2 separate regions of the Oryzias latipes genome follow, and region 2 is linked to region 1. The links are chromatin contacts, called in public Hi-C maps. All regions are on one chromosome and are shown on one strand. Each heading gives the region's core, a stretch centred on a gene start, on an enhancer-like site or on the middle of the called end of the contact. The rest is flanking DNA. Distances are from core to core; before and after follow the strand shown.

Region 1 (2,700 bases), core at 64-2,563:
AAATGTTTTCTGAAAAGCTGCAGAAATGTCAGTGTGGTGCGTTTTTGCCACAATTGATGACAAAAATCTGGTATTTCACTTCTTTAAATTGTGTTTTTGATGGTATATAAGTTGTCATAATTTATAAATTTTCTTTCCGCGAGAGCGGATAAAACAATGAAATAGTTTGAATGAAAAGTTGGGCGCGCGCCTTCCTTCTGCTTTGTGGCTCAGGAGCGCAACCGTTTGATGTGAAGGATTCGAACCTGAGGGAGGTGTGCGTCAGTCACACGCGGAGTGGGTGAGAAACCTGTACGGCCAGCGTGCACGCGCGTGTGGCTGAACACTGTGTGGGAGGGGTGCTGTAGTAGCGCGCGCGTTTGTGTGTGTGACACTGATGGATGCACCAATGGAAAGACGGACAGATGTTTGGGCGGATCTAACGGCGGCGCGGCGGAGCGGCGCGCACAGACGCGGCGAGTTTCGGGCGAAAACACCCGCAGAGGAGCCACGCACGGAGACACGCGGCGAGCGGCGGACACGAAACCCGGTGCGTCCGGGACGAACGGAAACCCGGTCAGATCCGAGTCCAAAGTGACAGACGCGCCTCCACGGCGGCACATCTGGCTCAGAGCAGAGAACGGAGGAGAGCCTCTGATGACTTACCCCGCCATCCTCTGATCCTTCACCGGAAGAGCTCATCCACCGTTTCCACGCTGCGAGGATTTCCTGAAAAAACGCGAGACACGAGGCTTTTTTTTTTCAAACTCAACTCAAAGTTTGGTCCTAGCAGAGGAGCTCCTCCACATCCAGCTGAAGTCTCCAAATCTGGCCCGAGGAGGTTTTGGGGCTTACCTCGAAAGAAACCAGAACTTGGTTGAGTTCAAAGTCGAGCAGGGAGGGCGCGCCTGCATGTGCGCGGAGCTGGGAGTTCTGTTAGCTGCACGCGCGAGTTAAATAGCTCCGCGTTAAGAAGAGAAAAAAGGAAAAGAAAAAGAGGAGTTGGTGTTTTCGGTGGTCTGCTCTGGGTTTGGAAGCGGGAAGGAACTGTGCCGATCCGCGCGCTCCTGCAGCCCGCTCCAGCACCTCCTCCTCCTCCTCCGCCTCCTCCTCCTAGTCTGCATTATTACAACAAGGGGGACCCAATCAAGCGCGCATCTCATCGATTTGCGCACGCACAGAGATGATATAGCACTGCGTGCACGCGCTTGCGCGCATACACCCTGAACGAAGGACTTGCGGATCTTTCAAGGCTTTCGGAGGAAAACCCGCCGCCGCCTGCAGGGCAGCGCAATCAGTCACCTCCTCGTCTTCCTCCTTCTCCTCCTCCCAAGAAAGAAAGTGTTTTTATTTTTTCATGTCTGACTCCACAATGGCTTTTCTCCTGCTTGGCTGCTGGCTCTGAAGTGCGCGTGAGCACCGGGAGGAAGAGGCAAGGATCCCTCGGATGTGGACGATCAGCGCGTGAAGTGAGTGCGTGTTTGTCTCTGCGTGTTTTTGTTTTGGAGGGGGGGGGGGGGGGGGGGTTATGCCTTGTTGCCAGACCCGCATGTTTGCGCGTGTTTCCCGGAGCTGCGCGCGACATTACGCACGCGCTTGAAGCGGTCGAGGCTGGAGGAAGCGCGTGGATGTCAGGAAGAGAGTGAGAGGGGCACTAAAGACAGGAGGGGGCGGCGGAGGGAGTGAGAGGGGGAGCTACGTGACGCCTATCAGCGGCGGAGAGGTTGAGCCGTAGAAGAGGCGCAGGCTTCAGTCGTGTCAGCTCTGATGTGTGTCCCTCGTTTGCGGGCTTTTGACTGACGCAATCATTTGCTCTGATCCCGCAGCTCGCCTGTTGCCGCCTCCGACACCAAGAAGTAGCCCCGAGGAACACGAGAAGACGCGCGGTGGCTTTTCTCCAGACCGGTTTTCCGCCTCGGATCCTCCTCCTCCCGCCTGGTCCAGCTCCCATCCGAGCCGAGGCGACCGCGGGAGGCGCACCGCTCCGAGCCGCGCGCCGCTGGCTTCCCTCTGATTTTTCTGTCTTTATTTTCATTTTTCTCCGTTCTAACGGCGTGCCCCCTCCTCACACACTCCCACGTCGATCTATGTGGGAGCCCTGAGAGCGCACCCAGGGGGGGGAAACTGTATCAAAGCCCCGCGGATCCCCCACGCAGCCTCGGATCACCGTGGCCACAGACAAACTCCCTGCCGGGCCCCAGAAGCCGTCATGCCGCGGAGGAAGCAGCAAGCGCCGCGGCGCGCCGCAGGTACTCTTCCTTTTTTACCCCCGACTCCCCCTCCTCTCTTCCACTGTTTGCCCCCCTCCCACTCCCGTCACTCACTTACTTTTAATTCCTATTTTTCCGACCCGAAAGCAAATTTTGTGGATCCGGTTCTGCTGGAGCAGAACTGCGTCGCAGCTTCTTTCAGGCAGCAGAACATTCCTCTCAGCTGCAACTCTTTTCATCCACATTTAGGAAAAACCTTTATTTGTATCGTTTTATTTCTGTAGGAAGTTGTCAGAAATTCAAAGTGAGTGGCTTTCACTTTGGGGGGGTTGTTGTTTGCTGGGACCTGGATCAGATTTCCTCAAACCAGTGCAGATGTCAGACCGGATCTGGAAACAAGCCACCAACATTTTCAATAATAAAAAAAAACATATGTTTTAAACAATAGAGCTTTTGTTTTTTAAGGATCTTTAAGGTCGCCCTGCTCCTCTGTAAGGTCAAAGGTCAGACA
Region 2 (2,700 bases), core at 199-2,698, 180 kb after region 1:
CATTAATCACCGGCCGGAGTCTAATGTAACTAATATTTTACAATTAGAGGAGACAAGATGAAGCTGGAGGCCATCCATCTCCCTTACACCACATGATCATCCATTCATAAGGGGGGGGGGGGGGGTGCGCAGACACTCACAGCAACACACACACCGATACGTGCACACAAACACACGTATATACAGACATACAAAAAAAACACAACCACAAAAACCCAGATATACACACAAACACATCCAGATTCATGCATACATGCACAAATATACACACGCAAAACTACATGAACAAACAAAAACACACTTACATGTACAAATACATGTACACTCACACATGCATACATGCATGAACAAACAAAAACATGAATGCACACTCCCACAAACACTTGTGTAAAAGCACATACGTTTAGGAAATATACATATGGTGGTTTACACACCTAAACAAACACACACACACACATGCACAAACAATCACACACATGCACGATCATGCAAATACATGCAAAACTACACCAGCACAGAAAAAAACACATGCTTAAATACACACAACACGCACATTTACATGCACAAACACATGCATACGTGCACAGATAAACAAAAATTAAAACACACACATATAAGCACACTTATACATATGTGCATCTACACACATGCACAAAATCACAACAGAAATACATAAATAAAGGTGAGAAAACACACACACACAGATTTGCACAAATAGATGCATACCAGTCGAAAAAAGGTACTTTTGGACAATCTTCTTTTTTTATCAAATAAAATAAAAGAGCTAAAAAAAAGAACAAAAAGCAAAAGAGAAAAATATTAATTAATTAAAAAAAGAGACACAAAACTGCACCAACCCTCTCTATTACAGCTTTAGAAAATATAATAGATTTCAACAATTATAAACACACACTTAAACATACACACACCAACAAATACACAAACACACATGCACAGAAACACCCACAGACATGCATTTAGTTGCTTCTTTGTTAATGACTTAAAGCTGAAAAACAAATTTAAATCCCTTTTTATTAAACAATTGTGATCATTTAAAAAAAATGTTTTCTATTTGAACTAAAAATAAAAACTGGGGGGAAAAATTACATTGACTAAAAAAAAAATTAATGAATCAAAAATGTAAAAAAGATTTTTATAAATAGTTAGATTATTATAAAAATATGTTTTTTTGGTTTTGAAGCCGATTCTTTGATCAAATGTTTTTATAGCCAGGTATTTAAAAGCTCTTCACTGACATAAAAGTAAAATGTAAAAAATGAAACAGTTATTTCCTCTAAATGAAAGCGTTCAGTCTGAGCAGGTTTGCAGCACAGCCTGGTATCTGCCGCCCTCTAGTGGTCAAACTGCAGCTGTGCATGGATTCCACGTTTCCAGCGGAGGGGGGGGGGGGTCATCTGCAGGTCACCATCTGCCCAAAGAGAAACAACTGCAGAGCATCATCTCCGTGCACGTGCATGGAGAACAAGGGAAGGTAAGTGTGTCTGTGTGAGTGTGTGTCACAAACTATGCAAACGTGCACAGAGACGCGCTCAAATCCAGCAGACTTTCATCCAAACGAGTCGGGCCCTGACTGAGACAGCCTCACAGGGTCCTCCAGGCTTTGGACGGCCTCACACAGGCTGTTTACACAGGCATGGCTGTTTACCTGCACGTTGCAGCTCACGCACCTGTGTGGAGTCATCAGAATGCTTCGTGGTCTGCTCATTCCTTCCCTGGGAGGTGTGAAAGTGTGACCCCTAGAGGACTCCTGCGGAATGACACTCAGCATTTCCTGATCCACAAACTGTTCTTACGTCATTGTGAAGTCAGTAAAAATGCTTTTATATTTAGAAACAATGAAAGTGAAGTGAAGGCTCATTTATGACACTGAAAATGACAAAAAACGAATTTTACTGTCGTGTTTTTGCTGCTTTAAACTCGCTTTAAACGATGGCAAAAACAGGAGGAGTCATGTTGTAATGAAACTTTCTGGCGTGATGGTTTGTCGCCCCCTTCTGTTCACAATAGGATTTGTGATCTTCACTGGTGTCCATGGATTACATGAAATCTTTCCACCTTTATCCACCTTTGTCATGGTAGGGAGAACACGTCAATGGAAGGGGGGGGGGGGTCATCTAAGACAGCACAAGGGGTATGCGGAACAAGGACTTCTGAGGATCTAAAAGGGCAAAGAGGAAAGACCGGGACTTTGACCTTTGAAGTCCTGAAGGTGCAGAGATGATGAGAACTATGTCCTCATCAGGACAGGAAGACCTGAGTCATCAGCATAGAAAAGCTGGAGAATTGTCGTTCTCTTTCGGGTTTTCCCATCAGGGGTCACCACAGCGAAACAACCTCTCCTTTGAGGATGAGTCACATGGTTAACTTGGCAATGTTTTATGCTGGATGCCCTTCCTGATGCAACCCTCTCAATTAATCTGGGCTTGGGACCGGCACAGAAGCAGAGAGGGGAACAGGGAGCAGCCCGGATTTGAACCCTGGTTTCACGGACGGAAGGTGCCGCAAACCAGCACGAGCTAAACTGACTCCTTATAGAAAAACTGGAGAATGATGGATCAAAAATGTGGTCCAGACCGAGAAGTGAAGGTTGCCAACGACAGAACCCTGTGGAACACCATTTACCCCTTGTGCTATTTTAGATGACCCCCCCCCCTTACATTGAGGTGTTCCCCCTACCAT

The links. Hi-C and Micro-C count contacts between places; a contact is called where the count stands out from the background.
Region 2: a contact with region 1 is called in a Hi-C map of embryo, with 2.6 times the contacts expected there. The contact joins the enhancer-like site here to the promoter of tshz3 in region 1. A contact is called at or near these places in 2 of 5 Hi-C or Micro-C datasets (both in embryo).

What each region holds. Positions count from the first base shown.
Region 1 is chr3:35,752,263-35,754,962 of ASM223467v1, forward strand. tshz3 (teashirt homolog 3) reads left to right here and starts at 1,314. Exons shown (of 3, transcript XM_011494251.3): 1 at 1,314-1,448; 2 at 1,806-2,228. The coding sequence starts at 2,189. LOC105358580 (a long non-coding RNA gene) reads right to left here and starts at 1,011. Exons shown (of 4, transcript XR_002289340.2): 1 at 835-1,011; 2 at 646-708.
Region 2 is chr3:35,935,098-35,937,797 of ASM223467v1, forward strand. No RefSeq gene overlaps it. Among protein-coding and RNA genes, the nearest start is that of LOC111946757, 8.6 kb to the left of the region's middle. Within about 2 kb of position 1,449, at least 3 of the 8 cell types and tissues checked have an H3K27ac peak or open chromatin away from gene starts, as enhancers often do. A contact at or near this core is called in embryo, where this site is marked.